2 separate regions of the Mus musculus genome follow, and region 1 is linked to region 2. The links are chromatin contacts, called in public HiChIP or PLAC-seq maps. All regions are on one chromosome and are shown on one strand. The core of a region is the stretch at or near the end of the contact, and the rest is flanking DNA. Distances in the headings are between cores, read along the strand shown. Region 1 holds the start of Klhl24 (kelch-like 24). Region 2 has its middle 30 kb from the start of A930003A15Rik.

What was found. HiChIP or PLAC-seq counts read pairs in DNA pulled down with a chosen protein or histone mark.
Region 1: a contact with region 2 is called in an H3K4me3 HiChIP or PLAC-seq map of bone marrow-derived macrophages, with 7 times the contacts expected there. The contact joins the promoter of Klhl24 here to the enhancer-like site in region 2. A contact is called at or near these places in 11 of 39 promoter capture datasets (the 3T3-L1 cell line, 3T3-L1-derived adipocytes, the C10 cell line and 7 more), 1 of 15 datasets of contacts at CTCF or cohesin (large pre-B cells), 18 of 484 Hi-C or Micro-C datasets (the C10 cell line, the CH12 cell line, ECoMG myeloid progenitors and 13 more), 21 of 115 datasets of contacts at active chromatin or transcription factors (the 230-238 cell line, DN3 thymocytes, the SCID.adh cell line and 8 more) and 4 of 9 other capture datasets (adipose tissue, embryonic stem cells, liver and 1 more).

What each region holds. Positions count from the first base shown.
Region 1 is chr16:20,095,300-20,099,827 of GRCm38.p6, forward strand. Klhl24 (kelch-like 24) reads left to right here and starts at 2,255. Exons shown (of 8, transcript NM_029436.3): 1 at 2,255-2,372.
Region 2 is chr16:19,852,382-19,857,034 of GRCm38.p6, forward strand. No RefSeq gene overlaps it. Among named protein-coding and RNA genes, the nearest start is that of A930003A15Rik, 30 kb to the right of the region's middle. Within about 2 kb of position 2,815, at least 6 of the 459 cell types and tissues checked have an H3K27ac peak or open chromatin away from gene starts, as enhancers often do. A contact at or near this core is called in bone marrow-derived macrophages and granulocyte-monocyte progenitors, where this site is marked.

The sequences.
Region 1 (4,528 bases), core at 1,005-3,504, 240 kb after region 2:
AGTGACACACCTACCCCAACAAGGCCACGCCTCCTAAGGACAAGCATATACAAACCATCACACCATACCTCCCTTCCCATAGAAAGGGTGACCTCATGACCTTATATGATCCAAGTCACATAAGCCCTATTCTTCTGTCTTGTTCGTAGAGCATAGACCACATATCAACTAAGCCAGCTTCCTTACAATGTAATATGCTCCTTCGCTCAGAAATCTTTAAGAATAGACGGGGGCTGGAGAGATGGCTCAGCGGTTAAGAGCACTGACTGCTCTTCTGAAGGACCTGAGTTCAAATCCCAGCAACCACATGGTGGCTCACAACCATCCGTAACAAGATCTGGCACCCTCTTCTGGAGTGTCTGAAGACAGCTACAGTGTATTTAAAGCATACAATAAATAAGTAAATCTTTAAAAACAAAAACAAACAAAAAAAGAATATTTGTTAAAAAAAAAAAAAGAATAGACACCTTGCTTTTTACTTTGAGTGAAACTAAGTTTCTCACTTTGGGCCCTACTGTACTGCTTGCTGAAGCATTAATAAAATGCTTGCCTGAAAAACGAATAAGTTCAAACATATCTCTCTCTCTCTCTCTCTCCCTCTCTCTCTCTCTCTCAAATCTCCCTCCAAAAAATAAAAAATAAAATAAAATAAAATAAAATAAAAATTCTATCACTAATGAATTAGAGGTCAGCCTCAGAAACATTAAGACGCTGTTTTGCAACCTAAATAAAGGATCTGGAGCAATGACCCCATTGTTAAAAACACTGACTGCTTTATGAGAGAGGATGAAGCCTAGAATTCCAGCATCCCTACATGGTAGCTCACACTCTCTGAAACCAACTCCAGTGCTGGGGAATCTGGTGCCTTCTTCTGGCCTCCATGGGCATTGCATGCAGGCACATGGTACACAGACGCAGACAAAACATATTTAAATTTTAAATTTTTAAATAAATAGAGCTGAAGAAATGACTTAATGGCTAAGAGCACTTATTGCTCTATCTGGATTTCAGCTCCCAGCACCTGCAGCTCCAGGGGGACCCAATGACTCTGATCTTTACCAGCACTCAGATAGCCAATACAGACACACACAAAGAATTAATAATAATAATAATAATAATAATAATAATAATAATAGACAATTTAAAAAGAATTCTAGATAGTTTTCCTTCAAGTTATGTATCTTGTTTAAATCAATTTGTGGAGAAGAGAGGGGAAGAGAAGGAAGGAGGAGGAAAAGAGGGGAGGAGGGGAAAAGGACGAGGGAAGGAAGGAGAGAATATGAAAATAAATCTTCTTGCTTTGACAAGAGAAAACCAAAGAAAGGACTCTCTAAGCTGATAGCACCAACTGGTCAAGCCAGAGTGGCAAGCAGTTTTACTGCAGGCCTAGCCATAAATCTTAGAAAAGTCAAAGAAAGGTCCCCCCCACTCCACCCCCCACCCCCGCGCCCCAGGAAGTACTCAGTAGGCTTTTTTTAAGTTAATAGAACATGAAAAGGAGACCTAAAAGCTTATCAAATGGCCTGCCTGTCAACTCTGCTCCTCTCTCTCTACCTTGTGGCAACACATCTAATTTTAACGGAGGCAAGGCTGTCTTAATGAAGTGCAGAAGGAAGAAGTACGTAACTTTTGTCAGAAGCCAGAACTATCCAAACATTTTCAAGAGCAGAGGACGGCCATCCTTGAAAAGGAATCTCCTAGAAACAAAACATCTTGAAGAAGATTCCATGTGCCTCGGAAAATAAAGGTTTGTTACAATTTTTGTTCAACTCCTGCATCTGATTAAGACAAAAATTAAATTAAATTTAAAAAGTAACTGAGGCTCTGATAGCGACCTTGACAGATTTACAAAGAAAGCGTCCTCTGCAATTATGACCAGGCTTCTAGTACACTCCACCTCTCAGGCCCTCTGATTTCCCAAGTGTGTTAGAACATGGTAATTAAAACAAGCCTTATTCCAAGCTCTAAGGTTGGCTAAGTCCTGGTCTTGTGCTTTGGCTTTGGGATGTAAAGGGCTCTTTGAAAACAATCAACATACCACTTCTGTCTTGATCAAGATGCATTCCTTTAATCTTATTCTACCTTAAATAAATGTTTGGAATTAGCAGCCCGGGGTTGGGTTTCCGCCCTCTAGCGGAACCCAGATGGCCTGAGAGCCCACCGGCAGTAAAAACTACGTCTCCCAGAATGCTCCGGGAAGGCGGATGCCTCCCCCCCATTGGCCAAGGGTGGGTGACGCTAAGTGTTTTGGCTCGACGGTCACATGTTTCCTTTGTTGTGAGCAGTGGCAGAGACTGGCGGTGGCTCGAGGAGACGCCGGCGCAGCAGGGACGGGGGTCGCCGCTCGTGCCGCTTCCAGCCTGCGCCGAGAGGTACCAGGGTGGCCGCTCCAAGCGGCATGCGACCGCGGCGCTGATCCCCGGCACCGGCGGGAGGGAGGCGAGGTCCCTGGCTGCCAGAAGCCCGATGCGGCCTCGGGCGTGGGGACAGGGCAGGGACGAGCCCCGCGGCAGCAATACACTTAGGGTGGAAGCGGCCGGAGTGTTTCGGCCTCGGACCTGGAGTTTCCGTGGGGTGACCGTGAGTGCTGTCGCCTAGCACGGATAAGGATCGGGGTGCTGGGGCCATAGCAGCCAGCAGCACAGTTGCGAAACATGCGGGGCGTGGTCACCTGACCGTTACCCGCCCCCGCGAAGCCTTTGTTTACCGGGAGCGCGGCCTCGGGCCGTCCCGGGGGAGCCCCCACCCGGCTGCCCGCTTCCTTCTCAGGGCCCTCTGCTTCTTAATTTAGTTCCCAATGTTCCCGCCCCCAAGCCCTGGGCACCCGAGGCGAAGATCGTTCGGGCGGCCGGGATTGGGCGCTGCAGGCGGGCCGGGCCGGCGAGTTCCGAATTTTTATTGGCAGGGGGTGGTAGGTGGGTGGCCCGTGCCAGGCAGTCCCGCCCTCGCCTGAAGGTGACCTGGAGGACGCGGGCGCCGAGGGAGGGGAGCAGCGGGGCGGTGGGTAGGAAGGGGGCGTGCCCTGCAGAGGCCAGGGGGTGGGGGCTAACCCGTAGCTCCTGGCGTAGGACAGCGCGCAGCTCTGCGAAGTTGCCCTTGCCTGCTCTGTCCAGCCTTAGGTAGTAAAGGATGACCCACAAGGCCACATTTGAGAAGCTTCAATATCAGCTCTAGCGGATTTTAATCATGTCAATTTTTTTTTCTGTTAGTGTTCTCAGCTGACACCTGGCACAACCACCAGATGGTTGATGGTTGATAATGGTTTGGTGTTTTGTTTTTCTTTATTAGGATTTAATATGTATCCCTTGCCACTAAAAATATAAACGGTGGCTTTTACCTTTAAAAAAAAAGATATTTTGAGGTTATTCACCTAAAAGTTTTTTGGTTTTGGATTTTTGAATGAGCTTTCTTAGTTTTCCCTTTTTGGGGCACACAATTTCGTGTATTAATCTCCCAGGTAATTGAGAAGTTTCTGATAAGTGAGTTGAAGGTGTGTTTGGAAAACTGTACATTAAGATAACCGAAAGCCCAGTCATTTCCAGACGGAGGATATTAAAGGTGGTTTTCCAAATCTCTTAAACTTATGGTGCAGCTAGGTTTTGTCATTTTATCTCAGAAAAGTTGAGTTTCTTCAGTAAAGCAGGTATAATATACTTAATAAAGCAGCCTTAATATACTTTTTAAAGATTTATTCTGTGTGGGTGTTTGACCAGCATGTACCCACCCACCTGTGTTCGGTGCCAACGAAGGCCAGAAGAGGGCGTCAGATCTCCTGGAACTGGAGTTCTAGATGGTTCAAGTTGTCAGCTGCCTTGTGAGTGCTGGAAACCAAACCTGGGTCCTCTGCAAGAGCACTGCTAAACCATCCTTCCAGCCCCTCTTAATATTAAAAATCCAAGTACTGATGCCTGTTAGAATAAGAAGTTGTCTGATCAGGACACATAGTCACTCGTATACTAAGGTTATTCAGATCTTAACATATACAAATGCAACCCAGTATACTTTAATAAGAACTACCTACCATTTGATAAGTTGAGTTTCTTTAAACAAAGCTTGTGACTTAGTCTTTAAACAGGAAGAAGAAAACAATATTCTGAGAGCTATCAGTTATATCTTAAACTTTCCTGGCTTTCGTCCAGATTGCCAAAACCTTAATGCTTTTCCGGTGTGCTTTTTAACTTCCTTGTTTTCCTGCCATTTCATTAAGAGTCAGAGGTCAAGACTTTGGAAAATAAATACTTAGCAAATATGTTGCAGCATTTATTCTTGTATGCACTTTATTTACTCTTACCTGGAAAATTTAGGACAGCTCTTTTATCAAATATGTAAGTGTGGACTCTGTAATGAAAAATGTCAATAAAATGTCCTCACAAGCATTTATGCAAAAAAAAAAAGATTTCATTTCTGTTGTGACTACAACAATGATACAAGACAGCTGGATGTTTTTAACATTTCTGTTCTTCATGCTATAAATACTCCCATAAGCTCAAGGTGAATCCCCTGTGGGCAGCTCCAGTTATTTGGGAGA
Region 2 (4,653 bases), core at 1,565-4,064:
AAGAGACACCTCCAAACAACTGCTAATATAGGTAATAATTTAGTCTTCCCCAAGCATGAGCCACCTCTGATTCTTTGCTTCTTCTCTTGCTTTGTATCTGGCCTGTAGTTGTAGGCAAGCTTAAGGAGCTGAGTAGCTGTTTGCCTGTCTAGGGCCTGGGAGAACTGGTTAATGACAGGAGGAACTTTGGGGGGCTTATAGAGGGTGGCTCTTTGCCGCTGCAGCCTGATGTGGTAGGGCCATTTGAGGAAGTGTGTTAGATCTCTTTTGGGCTGGATGTCCTGCCCAATGTTGAAGTTTTTGGGCCTTTTCTCAAACAAAGGATTGACCACCTTTTTGGCCTCCTGTTTCTTGACGACGGTGGGGGCCTTCCTTCCTTTGGGCATCTTGCTCAGCTGGTGGAGAGAGAAAGAAGAGGGAACTGTGGGTGATCCAATTTTAACTATTTTTTTTTTAAAGATTGCTTTGTTGTTGTTGTTTTTCTAAACAGATACAAAAGCTGAAGAGAGTAAACTACCATCTTATTCTTTTTGGGATCTGAACTAAGGACCACTATGTCACTATTACATGCTTGGTTTGGTCTAAATGTTGACATGTAATAATTAGAGTCAAGTAAGTAATAACAAGTCTCAAGATAAAACATAAGCTCAAAACTTTTCACCTCTTATCAGAATCAGCCTCTCTTAAATCCCTAACACTTGGTAGAAATTTCCTTGAGAGAGCTGAAAATAAAGGAGAAATTTCTCACAGAAACCTTAGCAAATATCAAAAGACCTTGATTTAAGACTTCAGGAGCCAGGCAGATCTCCTTGAGTTCTACACCAGCCTCGACTACACAGTAAGTTCCATGAGAGCCAGAACTATGTAGTAAGACCCTGTTGCAAATTAAAAAACAAAAAAAAACAAAAAACACTCTTCTGGTGGGATTCTGGAAGACCATTCAGGAATGGTCAAGCCTGTAAAGATGGCAGCTGGTATTGGCTCTAAATGTAAATGTCACTTTTATTGCCTCAGATGAAGGAATGAGTTGAGAGCCAGAACCAAGCTTTATGAATACATGGCTTGGGATGAGCCCAGGGCATTTCTATATAACTTTCCCTAGGCCTAGGCCTGGAAGCTTCTAGCCTCCATACAATCTAATATTCTGCAAACGAGAATCTTGAAGGCTTCAGCTTCCAACCTCCATCTGCTAACCTAGCTCTAGAATGTTTCGGCCTCTGAGAATTAGTGCTGAATAAGCTCATTCTTTCTAGCTTTTTCTGAACTCTGGTTGGCTGGTTCAACTTAGCTGTTCTGGCTCAAACTTCTCTCCAAGCTGACTGATTCAAACTGGCTTCTCTCGGCTTCTGGCTGAATTGCTCTGTTTGGAAAGACTGCTTCTGAACTTCACAAACCAAACTGATCACTAATGAACTCAACTGACTCGCTCTCCCTCACTACTCTTTAAGTAGTCTCTTTTTCCTTGTCCTCAGGAAAGTTGAGCGTGTCCTATCTTTGACCCATTCTGTTAAATCTTTCTCTGAGTCATTTCTTTGCTCCACAATTAGATAACCTTGTTTGAGATTATAGAGATGTGTCTATGTTCTAGCCAGAGGGATTTGTGTGTGGCACGTCTGCAATCCAACCAGATCATATCTTTGGGTATGATCCTGTACCAGAACAGCCGTGTTGCTAGGTTAAAATTCCTCTACAATTGACAATAATTTATATTCTTCTTGACGATCTTTTCAGTTGTTTTATGCTTTCTTCCTGGAAAACAGCTGAGTCCCTCAACAGAAAAGCAAAAACCTATACATGGAACCTTCCCTTCCCTCCATAAGGATGTTCTTACTCCATTCTAGTACTGAATGCAACTTAAGCACTGAAAAATTAACATGATATTCATAAGGTTCAAGATTGTGGGCCCTCCTACTAGGAACTCCAACAAAATATGAAAATGCAGACAAATCTGCCCCAACTGGCAGGATGACAAACTGTGGAATTGTTCTACTACACCTACTGCCACCAAGGGCCTCAATACCTGCTGCATAATTTTATCTATACAAATGAAAACAGAAATTATGCTAAGTCCTTGCAGATTAAAATGAGAAACTAAAAATTAAAACAAACAAAGTTCCAGTCCTAGGGAAAGCTGGGGCTTGTAAAGATAAAGTTCAAGGTGCATTGCTCTGTTGAGAACTGGAGTCCTCAGCTGCAGAGCTGTTCCAGGTTTGGGGTAGTGTAGCTCATTTTCTAGTTCCCAAATGGTGGTGCTGTTGGGAAGGATGCGGAACATTTAGAAGGTGGCATGTCACTGGAGGAAGTGGGTCACCGGGGACAGGCCATGCTGGGCTTCATATTCTGTTTCCTGTATGAATGCAATGTAACTAGCCAGACTCCTGATCCTGCTACCATGCCTTCCCTGCCTGCTGGCACATTCACCACACACAAACACACACACACACACAGCTTGTTATGAAGAACTGTTCCTTCTCTGGAGTTATGAGTAAAACAAACCCTTTCTCCTTTAAATTGCTTTTGTTAGAATATTCTAGCACAAAAATAACTAAGGCAGATAGCGTGAAGATCTCATAGATGAACCTGCTGGAGATACTGGCCAGAAACCCTTCCCAAGGTTTTGGATAAAACCAATGAAGAAAAGGGCCTTGAAGTTTAAGCCCATGTACTTTCACAGTTAACCTTTTAGACAGTCTCATCAACCACATGGCTATATGCCTTATTGTTCAGATCTGCAGAGGACATTCTAGACACACACATCCTTTAACAGAGCTCCTTTCAAAGTAGGTCATAAAACCAAAATGTAACTTAGGAGGGATCCTTACGTTAGATTTCCTTCCCTCCACCCTCACTTCCTTTTTCTCGCCTCTCTCTTCCCCCCCTCCTCTTCCTTTTTCCCCTCCCAGAACAAGAGATTTATTTTCACTTCAAACTATTGTGTTTGGTTCTGTTGTGTTTTGTATTTGTTCTGTTCGGTTTTGAGACAAGGTGTCAGTATATAACTTGGGCTAACCTCAAACTCATGATTCTCCTGCTTCAGCCTCCTGAGTGCTGAGGTTAAAGGCTTGTCACACATGCTTGGTCTCTGTGCCTGTTTAAGGAGGCTTCACCATGTTATTTGCAGATTCCCAAAGCAAAATGCAAACCTTTAGATACCAAACATTCAAATGTGCTCCAACAGGTGCCTTATACGTCTCATGGTTTGTATTTCCAGATGCTCTTCACTGTAGCATGGAGTGACAATCATGTCATTAAGTCCAAGGTACAGTTCATTCATTTCAAACTCCTAAGCTACTGAGCATAATATCATGCAATACCCATCGAAAGCACCGAGATCACGTGCAGGGAACTATAAGCAGTTACTGCTGCCCAGCACCAAAGCTATCACAATTACATGTTGCTAACCTGGAAAAGATCAATATTCAAAACTCTGAGTACAATACAGTGTTGTCATTGTGACACTGGAAACTCCTGTGCTGAACTGTCCTAAGCCACGCTCCATTTCTCTATCTATCTGGGGAGAAAAGCTTAGAACAGAGGACCACTCTCCCTACTCCAGGCTGGGGAAAGGAAAGCATTTCCATGTTCTTTATTTTTTTTAATATTTTATCCTCATTTAGTTATTTCAGTAGCCTCTGAAGGAGTGAACTGGTTATTACTCCTTCAGGCATTAAACATCTGGTTAAATTAAAGCACACATCACACACACAACTTTGTGCACTGATTCACGGTAATATCTTGATATTATTCTGTTGTCCCCTAATAAGATAATATTTGGGAAGAATGCCAGAGCCTTGATTTCTACTCTCAGCTGGATGTTTTGTGTCAGGAGCTTTTTTGGTTTAACATTTTCTTTGACCAGTGAATTCATTTCTCCTCTCGTGTCTTCAATGCCTAAGTTTCTCTCTTCCATCTCTTGTGTCCTGCTAGTGAAGTTTGCCTCTGTAGTCCCTGTTCTAAATTCTAAATTTTTTATTTCCAGAATTCCCTCGGTTGTCTTTTCTTTATTGATTCTACTTCCATATTCAGGTATTGAACAGCTTTATCTAGGTTTTTCCCACTGTTTAACTGTGCTTTCTTGGATTTATTTAAGGAATTTATTCATTTCCTCCAATTTTGTGTTTTCCTCTCTTTTTTTAATGGATTTATTAATTTGCTATTTAAGTACCTCTATTAGCTTCATATAGCTGGTTTTAAAGTCTTTTTCTTGTGCTTTAGTTAAACTGGAATTTTCAGGGCCTGTTCTTGTAAGAAAGCTGTGCTCTAGGGTCGACACATTGCTCAACTATTATTGATTGTGTTTTTATGCTGGCAATAGGTATCTAGGATTGATATGATTATAGGTCTAGATGCTGATTTCTGGGCTCGCTTTTGTTGGGAGGGTGTTTTGTTCCTTGGTTTCTGTTTTCTCTCTGTAGTTTCAGAAATTGTGATGCCTGTTTTTCTGGCCTGCTCAGCTGTTACGTCTACAGGGAGTGCCTGATGGTGTTAGAGGGTGGGACACCAAGGTGAGTTGGGGGAGGAAGTTGAAAGAGGATGGTGTTGGGGACAGGATCAGAAAGAAGGGGGAAACCACAGCAGATTTCCTACTACAGAGCTGGGCAGGAGATTGGATCTCAGGACCAGTAGGAGTAGTGTGTAAGTCTGCCTTCAGTG